Linked DNA regions of Danio rerio: region 1 is linked to region 2. The links are chromatin contacts, called in public HiChIP or PLAC-seq maps. All regions are on one chromosome and are shown on one strand. The core of a region is the stretch at or near the end of the contact, and the rest is flanking DNA. Distances in the headings are between cores, read along the strand shown. Region 1 has its middle 50 kb from the start of fam222aa. Region 2 has its middle 20 kb from the start of mvk.

Evidence for each region. HiChIP or PLAC-seq counts read pairs in DNA pulled down with a chosen protein or histone mark.
Region 1: a contact with region 2 is called in an H3K4me3 HiChIP or PLAC-seq map of embryo, with 4 times the contacts expected there. The contact joins two enhancer-like sites. A contact is called at or near these places in 2 of 4 datasets of contacts at active chromatin or transcription factors (caudal fin and embryo).

Annotation. Positions count from the first base shown.
Region 1 is chr5:20,386,765-20,392,582 of GRCz12tu, forward strand. It overlaps a transcript of fam222aa not described here. Among named protein-coding and RNA genes, the nearest start is that of fam222aa, 50 kb to the right of the region's middle. Within about 2 kb of position 4,102, at least 5 of the 62 cell types and tissues checked have an H3K27ac peak or open chromatin away from gene starts, as enhancers often do.
Region 2 is chr5:20,238,808-20,244,171 of GRCz12tu, forward strand. It overlaps a transcript of fam222aa not described here. Among named protein-coding and RNA genes, the nearest start is that of mvk, 20 kb to the left of the region's middle. Within about 2 kb of position 1,329, at least 7 of the 62 cell types and tissues checked have an H3K27ac peak or open chromatin away from gene starts, as enhancers often do.

The DNA.
Region 1 (5,818 bases), core at 2,852-5,351, 150 kb after region 2:
TTCCTTTATGACTTAATCTCTAACTACTGCATTTAAACATTGGCTTTAGTGGTTGAAGTTCTGGGCTGGTAAGTACAGGGTTGTAGGTTCAAATTATCACAGCTGTGCCCTTGAGCAAGGCACTTAACCTCAGGTTGCCTCATGAGGCTGACCCTTCTGAAAAGAAAGATGTTTTGGGTAAAAGCATTAGCAGCAGGTTTTGGAGCATCTGGAAGGTGTGATTGATTAATTCTTTTGTTTGTTTAGGGTGTTTTTGGGTGGTGGTTTTGGTTGTCATCTGGATTTTCATGTAAAGTGGCTCAATATCGGCCATTCCTTCTACATTCATGCTTGCAGTTTCCAAGAACTGTTGTTTTGCGTATTCTATCTATGAAATCTAATCAGCGAGTGCTTGGATGCCGGCTAAAGTACAGCCTTGGTTTTATTTGGCTGGGAAGGAAGGTCAGTTGGACTAAACAAATTTTAGTTCTTCGTCCAGAGACTTTAACTTGTTATTTCCAAGCTTTCATTGAGATTATCAAGGATAGTTAGTAAACTTTTTCCCTGTGTCCGGCTTTACATGCCCCAGGAGGAGTTTGACCAAGCTTATCATACTTTAAAATAAGGTTTTTTATTGGAGGTAAGGCTTCCACATGTAACCTTATTCATCAGTTGACATTTTCTTTTGCACAAAGGTGGAGATATTTATTTAAACTAATAATTTTCTCTTTGGGGAACTCAAAAAATTTACTATGGCATTTTGCATAACACTCATTTTGAACACAAACTTCTAGCCAACCAAATGTTTTAAAAATTCTGTGGTGTGCCTTAAATCAAAGTGTATTCTGAACAATGATGCTAAACATATTGAACAGAGGCACATTTTAAAGTATTAATTTCTTCTTAAAAGTAGTCCAGGTTGTTTAACATTGCAAAACAAGTAGCTGATTAAAAAACGTTGTATTTAGAGGGTGTGAGCATGCATATTGATTGTCTGTCAGAAAAGAGAGTTTTATTCTCCGCCATACATCACAATTTGAGTCTCACGAGGCCTCCCGTCATTTCTTTGCTGCTCTGACTAATGCGATTGGCCCCCTGCTCCATGGTGGACGTTCCACTCTGCAAGTCATCACTCTGGAGGCTTAGGGCTCTGGCTCTTAGCTCGGCTCCAGCATGTGGCCTTCCTCAGGGCCTGGCAGCCTCATTACCCCAGCAGAGTCCCTCACTCTGAGGGCTGCGACTCCCTCCACCCGTGGAGACAGCACCTGTCAAGGAGTATGCTCACCACTCTATTGAATAAAACATTCAGTGATGTACGAGTGGAAAGGTTCACCTCCGGGGGCCAGAGTTGCCTCATTTCCTACTCCTGCTGCACATCCGTGACCCGCTGAGCAAATTGGCCCGGTATTAGCTCTGTGGCTCGATCTCACCTAAACAAATAGAGCTTCCAGCATAATGCTAATCTCAGCTGAGCCGAGCATGCATGGGGGAGAGGGGGAGATAGCTGGTGGCGAGATGGTACGCTCTAATATTTAGGTCACTGAATGGCCTTAGCATTGTTTCTCATTTTTCATTGCTTATTTAATTTTCCCTCTTTGTCAGCTTCTAGTTTTTGTTGACTTATTCCACGTCTGACTCGATCACAATGCCACATTTGCACACGTTATTAGTTTTGGGAGTCAAACCTGCATTTTCCTTGTGCACAGTAGGTTTTTTTTACACTGGAGGTAATTATAACAAAGTTTGACAAGAGATAACTCATGTCAAGATGTTTCGGAAGGACTTCATGCCCTGTAAGCCATCCAGAACAACCCTTTGCCTATTGTACCATCATCAGCAGAAAGGTTACTCTTGATGGAGATATGCTGTTTGGGTGCAACTCAACCTCTGCAGACTGTATTGAACCGGAAGGATCTTAATGAGATTAAATCAGGAGCGTATTTCCAGAGGTATGAAGTCGAACTGGTAGCCGATTCTGCTTCTGCTGCAGATGTTGATGGATAGTTTAATTTTGGAAGGATATTATTAAAGAAGCGTGCGCTGTTCATTTGAATATAGAGATAAGTGTGCAGATTGATTGATTGATGGCCATGGGGTGAAATCACTCAACCGTTTTCTTATTAAAACCAAGGAGAGCGAGAGCCTCTCTCATGAATATCTTTATATTAGTAAAAGTTTAATTTCCTGCTTTATATATTAATCTGTTTTTGGATATCGTTTCAGCTAGAAAAGTCTTGGTGATTCACTAGTCATACAATCAAACCTTTCTTTTAGGAGCGGCCTGTATTTACGTGCTTTGTTTTCATTCTTTGATAAAAGAACGCTACCAGAAGACACAAGATCATCTACCCATCCACGAATTCAGCAGCCCATAAGATGCAGCCCTAAAGACAATAAGTGTGCAAGGCTGCTTCTGAGGTTAGATGCACAGCAGTGATGGGACGTTCAAACCTTTAATGCGACCCGGATCTTTTGTGACAACCTTCCCATCATAGGACTCAACATGCCTAAAATATGTAGTCAGCAAAGTTTTTTACAATTACGTTTTGCAACCCAACTGAAGCATGATTCATTTATTTAAAAGCCATTAAGACTTTCTCTCATGAAATAAACTTTCCTCATTAAAATAAATAAACAGATCCTTTCATTTAAGCCCTCTGTTTACCCACGCTGCAGTAGTTCAAGTATGTTTCAGTCACAGCAGGGTGTCATGTACTGTTTGTGTTCAGTTCACCTGCTGAATTGCTTTTTTTTAAGTCAGAGAGAGGTATCAGGCATGTAAAAAGTGAGTAGTTTGTGGATAAGTTTGTGGATTCATTTAAATTGATTCAGTTCGATTTTGTGAATTAGTTCAACCGGTTCACTTATCAGGTTTATCAAGTTTAAAGAACGATTTGTTTGTGATCACTAATACACAGTGCTTAATTTGTAAATTATGAGATCCTGGAATAGATCAGAGTAACGGATCCGGCATGTTACCAGAGGAGGTAGTGGATGTTCCAGATGAAAGTGAAGAGTGTTGGGGAGTCGCGAAAGAAAGCGAAGAGTGGGGCGGGGGTGCGTGTGGGGAGGGGGATCAGTAAAATGAGGTGCCGGATCAGATTTTAGATCCGACTTGTTCCGGCACAAATTAAGCCCTGCTAATACAGAAATAACCGCACAAATGTGTTCAATGAATCCTTTTTTAAGTCTATGTTCAGGTCGTACTTGATGCTGTCACCATGATACTGTCATATCCACTCCTTAGTTTTGTCGCTTGAGCAACAGCGAGGAAGACTAGAGGAGAAACATCTTCATCTTTGCAATGGCATCAGGATTACAGACTGGTGTACGGGTCAAACACCTGACAGCGCGAAGCAAATAGTTTTGCTTCTAATAGGCATACAGTAGGTGTATGTATTAAATACATTTACAAAGACGAAAACAAAGGACGTTTTTGCAATAATTTTAGTTAGGTTCAGTTAGTTTTGAAAGTACACTGTACAGTTTTAGTTAGTTCTACTTAAAAAAAAAAGTTTTTATTTTTATTTCACTTAACGAAAATGTTTTCGTTATTTTTGTAACGTCTAACTATCTCAAGACTTCTCAGGCTCCTACTAGATAAATGAAACATTAAGTACATGAGAGAAATATTCACATTTCTAATAGACTGATTATATGGAATTGAAATGTGCTCTGGTAATGTGCATGAGGTCACAGCCACCCAAACCCTATTGTTTGTCTTCTGCTGAGGTTCAGTTGAATTTTAACACAAGTTAGGGGAGGGTATGGGGTGAGGCAAGACCTGATGTCGACCTTGTCCCAGATTCAGCTGTCGCCTATGGTAGTGTTCAAAATGGAAAACCTGATGTCAACAGTAGCGCGCACAAAAAAAAAAGTGTCTAAACTTACTGGTTCCTTTTACTTTCGCCAACAGAATGGGTCTCTTTCATCTTGTGCATTTTTTGAAATCACTGGTACTTTGAAAAATGAATAGACCAATTTACTGTGGCTGCTGAGAAATATAGAATAGAAAAGAGTGTCAAAAGAAAATGTCTTTGTTAGTAGTGAAAGTGCGGTGAATGGATTGTGAATGCTCCTGTCTCGCTGCTCTCCTACAGAGCTCCTCCTGCGAGTATTGAGTGTTAAGGAGGTGCCATTGTTCCGGAAGAGCTATTATATCTGTGCCCCTGGTAATCCGCAATTTCTATCCTCTCTCCCCCACTCCAATACCCGAGTAGTTCGTACAATGCTAATGTTCCCAACATCTGTTAACGCGCAACACCTGCGGTGGAGGCTGTTTGATTTTCTTCTTTATGGCATTCCTTTCTCCCCTGTCGCTACATAAAAGGCTCAGCCTGTGTTGCTTTCGTAGGTGATATTGATTAAAAGTGTCGGGAAGAAAATCCAAGCATGGAAATGGTGTCAAGATGCGCCGCTCTAAATGGAATTTCAGGATAACGTGCGTTGTTGTTGTTTACTTGACCTTTGGTTTGCTGCGGTTTCAATTTCACCAGCTTTATCCACATCCAGATGAGACGCCAGGCTGAGGCTTGTTGATTTAGCCATTCCAAGGTCCTTCCTTCTCTGTCATCCCTAAAGCTTTAAGGAGATGATGTTTCTCAACTTATCATCAAAGGTGTTTAGTTTGGTTTGTTCAAAATGCTCCTCTTTTACATGCAACAATGAGCATCGGAAGAAGCTGTTTTTCCTCTCTTCAGGCTGAAAGAAACACCTGTGGACATGCTTGTCATTTAAAGTGCACATGCAGGAAGAACGGCAGATTAAATGGTGTTTGTTAAACTTCACATCCTCTCTGCTTCATACATAATCGCACTAGCGAACAGGAGTCATATTCAAAGAGTGGCCCTTTGAAGGGTAAATTGTTCTTCCTAAAAACAAACGGCTGGGTAATCGGCCTCTTGGGCAGATTGATTTCCTGCTAGTGACAGTGGGGGATGCTGGGAAAGGGGCTCTGCGCGCTCCTCTTGAAGGACTGAAAAGTTTGCCTGTGCATCAGTCATTGAGAATTACGGGAGTGTGTGTTTTTTTAAAGAACTTTTCTGGAGAATTCATAGTGCATCTTGTTCCTCCTTATAAAGGGAGCAGTTCCATTTCCATGAGTTACGGCTTGGTGTTTTCAGTTAGTGACTTTGTTCTCCCTTCACTATTGTTTCTCTGCCAGCATAATTCAGCGAAATGCTTTCAGCATAGCTGTTATATGCCGTTGCAGATATCTTTGTTCTTTACTCCATTTTTGCGAAAGATTTGGGCAATATCCTGACTCCCATACCCTCCCATGGTTCATTTCATCATTGTGACATGCTGTAATGAAACCAGCATTGCAATCCAAGGCTCCAGTGTTTAGGCTATATTTTTCACCATTACTTTAAAGGGGTGATTCACCGCAAAATCATTCTTTACTCTCACCCTTGTATTTTTCCAAACCTGTATTCCTTGTCTTAGAGGAACTCTAAAAACACACCAAGTTAAAAACTACTTTTACAAATTGCAAAAACATACATTTCTGCCATTCTTTCTCCCCTAAGCCTTATTAAAAATATTTCAGTGAACTTAAAAACATTTTTAATCTCTCTCGTAATAATAGTGCAGATTTTACATTCTATCACCTACATTTATTCAAATAAATTTAAGAAATGTGCCAGATGCATCATCATCGTTCTTAATAGGAATAGACTGGAGTCACTTTGCTGGCCAATTGGCTGCTAGCATAAAACTGGTTCCTATGATATTGTATCTTAATTCACACTATATATTAAAAACAAATAAAAAAAAACGTATATAGACCTATGCACCTAGTAGGTCTATGGGAAATTTCCAGGGGGAAATACATATATTT
Region 2 (5,364 bases), core at 79-2,578:
GAAATAACAAAGAAAAAATAATATTAAAAAAAATAAATACATTTATTCAAAAGGTCAGGGAGTTCTTCAAAGATTTTAATAAAGGGCGACCATTTATTTAGGAACATGCATTTCGAGAATTGAATCGTTTATTTAATCTTTTCCAATTGAACGTAAGACTACATCACTTCATTTATCTTGCCAGCGTGTGTTAGAGATTCTACTCTTTTCCACTTGAATAATATTAAATGTTAGACATTTTTACAGCAAACTGTCTAAATAAAATTCCCTTATCAGGGAAAGAAAACTTAAACAACACATCACTTTACATGATCTTTCATTAATACAAAGACTATTTACAGAAGTAACCGGACCATTACAAAAAAAATAATAATCTTAGTGTTTAACCCAATACAAGTCTAAAATTTCATTCATAATGGTCTTAAAAGGGTCTTAAAATATCTTAAATTTCACTTGAAGAAACCTGCAGAAGCCCTGTCACTATGTTTGTCACTATGTACTCACACTCAAGTAGTTTTAAACCTTTTTAAGATTCTGTTGAACAGTAAAGTATACATTGTGAAGAAATGCTGAAAGCTTGTAACCATTGAATTTCGTAGTAGGTTCAAAAATACTGGGGTAAGTCAAAAGTTAGAGGTATCCAGCTTTCTCCAAAACATCTTCTTTTCTGCTCAACAGTAAACAGAAGCACAATCAGGTTTAAAACAAGTAGAGGAGGTGAGTAAACGATGACAAATTTGCTAAGCTAGTGGTTTCCAGCCATTTCCAGCCTGACCAGCCTGGTTTAAGTTGGACATAGCTGGTTTTAGCTGGTCATTTCCCAGCCTGACCAGCTAAGACTAGGCTGAAAACCAGCCTTAAAATGTCCAAAACCTCTCTAAAACCAGGCTGGTCGCCCAGTTAACCTGCATAGGCTGGTTTAAGCTGTTTTTTTCAGTAGGGTACACCACTAAAAATGTTAATGTTTATGAGTGTGACCCAAGGGACCAATTGCTGTGCTTAAAGGAAGTGACCTCAGACCTCAGAAAGGAACAGCTGTCCTCTTGTCAATCATGGCATGTGACATTTACTCACAGCCACCTACTTATATATACATCTACACTGAATATTGCTCTTCCTGATTGCATCCGATTTAAAGGGTAAAAGTGAGTCGCATCATCTTCCTTTTGCACTTTCCTCTTGCCTCCACGTCCACTTTAGCCCGATCCAATTTGGATCTCATTCTCAGACAGATTGAGGAATCGCTTTTCAATCTCTGATCTGCTGTAATGAAAAGAGAGAGGGCACTGCCTGTGAATGCGCTAACCGGATTAGCGGAGAGAGAGAGAAGAGGGGCGGCATCGTCCGTTTGAGGGAGAACAGATGAATGAGTAAAGCAGGCTTTAACCAGAAGAGGGGGGCCGGTCACCGAAATCCCCCTGACCTGCCGCTAGTCATGCGTCCTCGTGTTTGTGCTGACAAACAATTTCACAAAATTGGATCCCCCCAAATCGTTATCGACTTTCCTCTTTCCTTCTCCGTCTCTTGATAGGTCCGGCTATGAGTTAAACACTATTGGCAGTTTTGAAGTCTGTCCAACATGCAACTGCCAGAGAGAAAAGGTCAGTTTGTGGACAGGGAGAGAAAAAAAATCTGGAATAATTGATTTTTTTCCCCCGTTCTCTCTCTCTCTTTCTGTTGTTTTTATTCATTTCTTTAAATGTCAGAAGGCTTTTGTGTGCTATAGGCAGACAGGTTGTATGGGTGAATGGGATCTGGCTGGCCGAGGCTGGCTTTAGTTGAACCTTGACCCGTCTTCTCTGCGCATACTTGAATCCATGTCTTCGGCCCCCTTCGTAACCCCAGCTTGAATTTAATTACCACTGAGCTCTTCAATTTAAATTGCATTGATGAAGAGGAATGAGGAGGAGGGGGCGAGCTGTACCTTTCCGTCTCTCCTCCCTGCGAGGCACAGATGGTATTTTTTATCAATGTCAGCCGCAGCTTCTTTCTGCACTGATGAATAGATTCTAAGGATGGCCTGACATTATTGCAGATAACAGAGGCAGTCGAGAAAAGGGGTCAAGGATGGAGGGGACCAGTGGAGCTATTGAAATATAATAAAAACTAGAATTCAGAGCTTTTCTCCATTCTTGCATGCTGTATTGTGTGCGTCACTGAAATGATTTCCTCTTTTCCAAAGTTCAAAAGTGATGTGAGTAAATGTGAGGACCATGATGTGTTTTTATTCCTCTTTTTTTCCTAACGTGAGCATTGTGTGCTGCTGTTGTGACTCATTCTCTGCAGGGATGTGACACTGTGCGTGATAGATATGAACTCTGCATTTGTCTGTGTGACACTTGTGTAGACAGATCATAGCAGAAGTGCTGGCTGGCAGCGTGTCCTTTTTGTGAGCGCGGCATGGATAAAATCAACATCTGACCAGTCCTGTGAGTGTCAGGGTGGTTTTATCTATTCAGCAGGCTTTTTGCATCTGATATGACTTTTTTCATCATCTCTCTTACCTTTACTGTCATTTCCTTTACTGTCTTCTTTCATTTCCTCCTTTTTCATTTTCTGTTTCCTGTCCTGTCATCATCTCGGCCTTCTTTCCTATCCTTTTTTCTCCCTCTATTGTCATTTACATTTTTGCTTCGCATCTTCTTTTTATACAAGACTAGTTGTTTTGGTTGTTGTGTTTCCAGTTCCGTTTTTCCTTTATATTGTCATATCATTCTAACAATTTGACTTTTTCATTCATTTATTCATTCATTTATTCATTCATTCATTCATTTTCATTCAGCTTAGTCCCTTATTTATCAGGGGTCGCCACCGCGGAAAGAACCACATTTTTCACGGCCAAATATTTTCTCTTTTGTTTTTATTTTCTACATAACTATTTTACTTTCTACTCTAAAAATTTGTTTCCATTTCCTGTATCCTTTTTTTCCTTCTTTCTGTTCTGTTACTTACCTCTTCCTTTTTATCTTCATGTTGTGTCACACAAAGTGACTTTTGGGTCTAATCGATTTATTAGCGCACTAGGCAGCCTAGACTCTGCACAGAAAGTTTAGCCAGAGAAGAAATGGTGGTGCCCAACAGAGCCTGGTTTCTCTTAAGGTTTTTTTCTTCGCTTTCATAGTTGAAGTTTGTTCCTTGCCCTTGTCACCACTGGCTTGCTTGGTTTGGGACTTGTGGAGCTGCGCATCGATAGATTTGCTCTTCAGTGTTTGGACTTTCAGCAGTGAAAATTAAACCACACTAAACTAAACCTAAACTCTGAAAACTGAAGCAGTTTCAGTTTAATAGAACTACTGTGTTAAACTGCTTTGTTATAATCTACATAGTAAAAGCGCTACAGAAATAAAGATAAATTTTATTCAATTGAATATTAAACTATATATATATATATATATATATATATATATATATATATATATATATATATATATATATATATATATATATATATATATATATATATATATTCTCAAAAGACACCCTCAACTCATTAAGAGAATGAATTTAACCCTGTTAGACCATTCGCCGCAGTGCGGATTTTTTCATCTTTAAAAAAGCAAAAATGGATTCTGACACACCCTTAATGCTTTTGCGCCCTGCTTTTTTAGACTTTGTGCCTAGATCATTAAAATAGAGCCCTGAGTCTTTAGACTTAAATTCCATTTTAGTTTAAGTCATATTTTAGTCTTCTGACTCAATTTATGTTTTAGTCGACTAAATCTATGGGAGATTTAGTAGACTAAAATATTTTTGGTTTCATTTAGGTGTAATTCATTTAAATATTGTATACATTTATTTATACTAAATATTGTAACTTAAAATTAAATAAAACAGTCTATTTTAAAATATGGAATGGCTTTTTTAAATGGAAGATGATGTCCTCACATTCCGTGTCTACTGTGGACCAGTTACTTTTCAAACTTACTGTGGACCAGAACTTTTCAAAAAATTATGACGAACATTTTTCATCAATGAAATTAACACTGATAACCTAATATCAATATGGCCAGAAAGTGATTAATTTATTTTAAATTGTTAAAATATTGGCGTGTGTGATGCAGCCAGTCCAAAGACTGTTGTGTACGCCATGATTTTATATAAAATTCACTTTAATGTGTGATATGACTATAAAGTGGTCATAAACAAACATTTTCTCAATTCAAATGAATCGCGGCCCGGAAACAGTATTCTTTATGTCACAACTTAACAAGCAGATACCTTTTCATTTCCTCCTCCTTCTAGTCTATTTCCACCATGTGCTTTCCATTTTCTTTTTCATTTCCTCCTACATTCTTCTTCCTTTAATTCTGCTTCTTCTTTCTTTCACTTCAGCTCCTTTTTATTTCCTTTTCCCTGTCTTATTGTTTCCCACTTTTCTTCCCATTTCCTATTATTTTTCTCTATCCTCTCCTCGTTCCTGTCCTATTTCTTCTGTCTATTTCCCTTTCTCTGCTTTCTTTCTATTCTGATCCTTTACATTTCCCTTTTGCGGTCATGTATTCCTGTTTTCCATTCTCTCTATCCTCCTGTTCTGTTCTTTTCACCTTTCCTCTTAATGCTATTTGGAATTTCTTTTCCCTCCTTTCCCATTTTGATCTTTTACACATCGTTTCCTTTCTATACATCCTGATCCTTTCCATTTATTTTCCCTTTTCCTCTCTTCTTCTCCTTCCTACTCTCTTATTTCCACCTTTCCTCCTCATGCTTTAAGCTTCCTATTTTCCTTTCCATGGCATTTCTGTGTGGAGTTTGCATGTTTTCCCAGTGTTCGTGTCGTGTTTCCTCCGGGTGCTCCATTCCAAAGACATGCGGTATAGGTGAAGTGGATAAACTAAATTGTCAGGAGAGTGTGTGGGTGTTTTCCTGTACTGGGTTGTGGCTGGAAGTCCATCTGCTGTGTAAAAAATATGTTCGGGAATTGTTGGTTCATTCCGCTGTGGCGACCCCTGACAAATAAGGGACTAAGCCGAAGGAAAATGAATGAATGAATGTTTTCTTTCCCTCTTCTTTCCTTTCCTTTTCTTTCCATTCTGATCCAATCTGTTTCATTTCCCTTCCTGCGGTTTTCGCTTTCCATTTCCCTTTTCTCTTTCCTGCTGATTCCTTCTCCTCTCTAGTTCATTAGACTTATTGATTTTTAACCCTAGCAGCTTTAGCAAAATGGAGACTGCAGATTTTTTTCCACGAGTAGAGCCCGGTGCGCTTCCAATTGGTGAGGAGGCTTTGGTCTTGCCCACCAGTGACCTCTCACCTTCCTTCAAGAGCTTGTGGCTCTGCAGCTGAGCAGGGCTCTTTTCTGTGCTCCTCTTGAGAAGAAGCTGCAAGGGTCAGGGTCAAGGTGGTGTAAAATGAGAGTATGTGTGG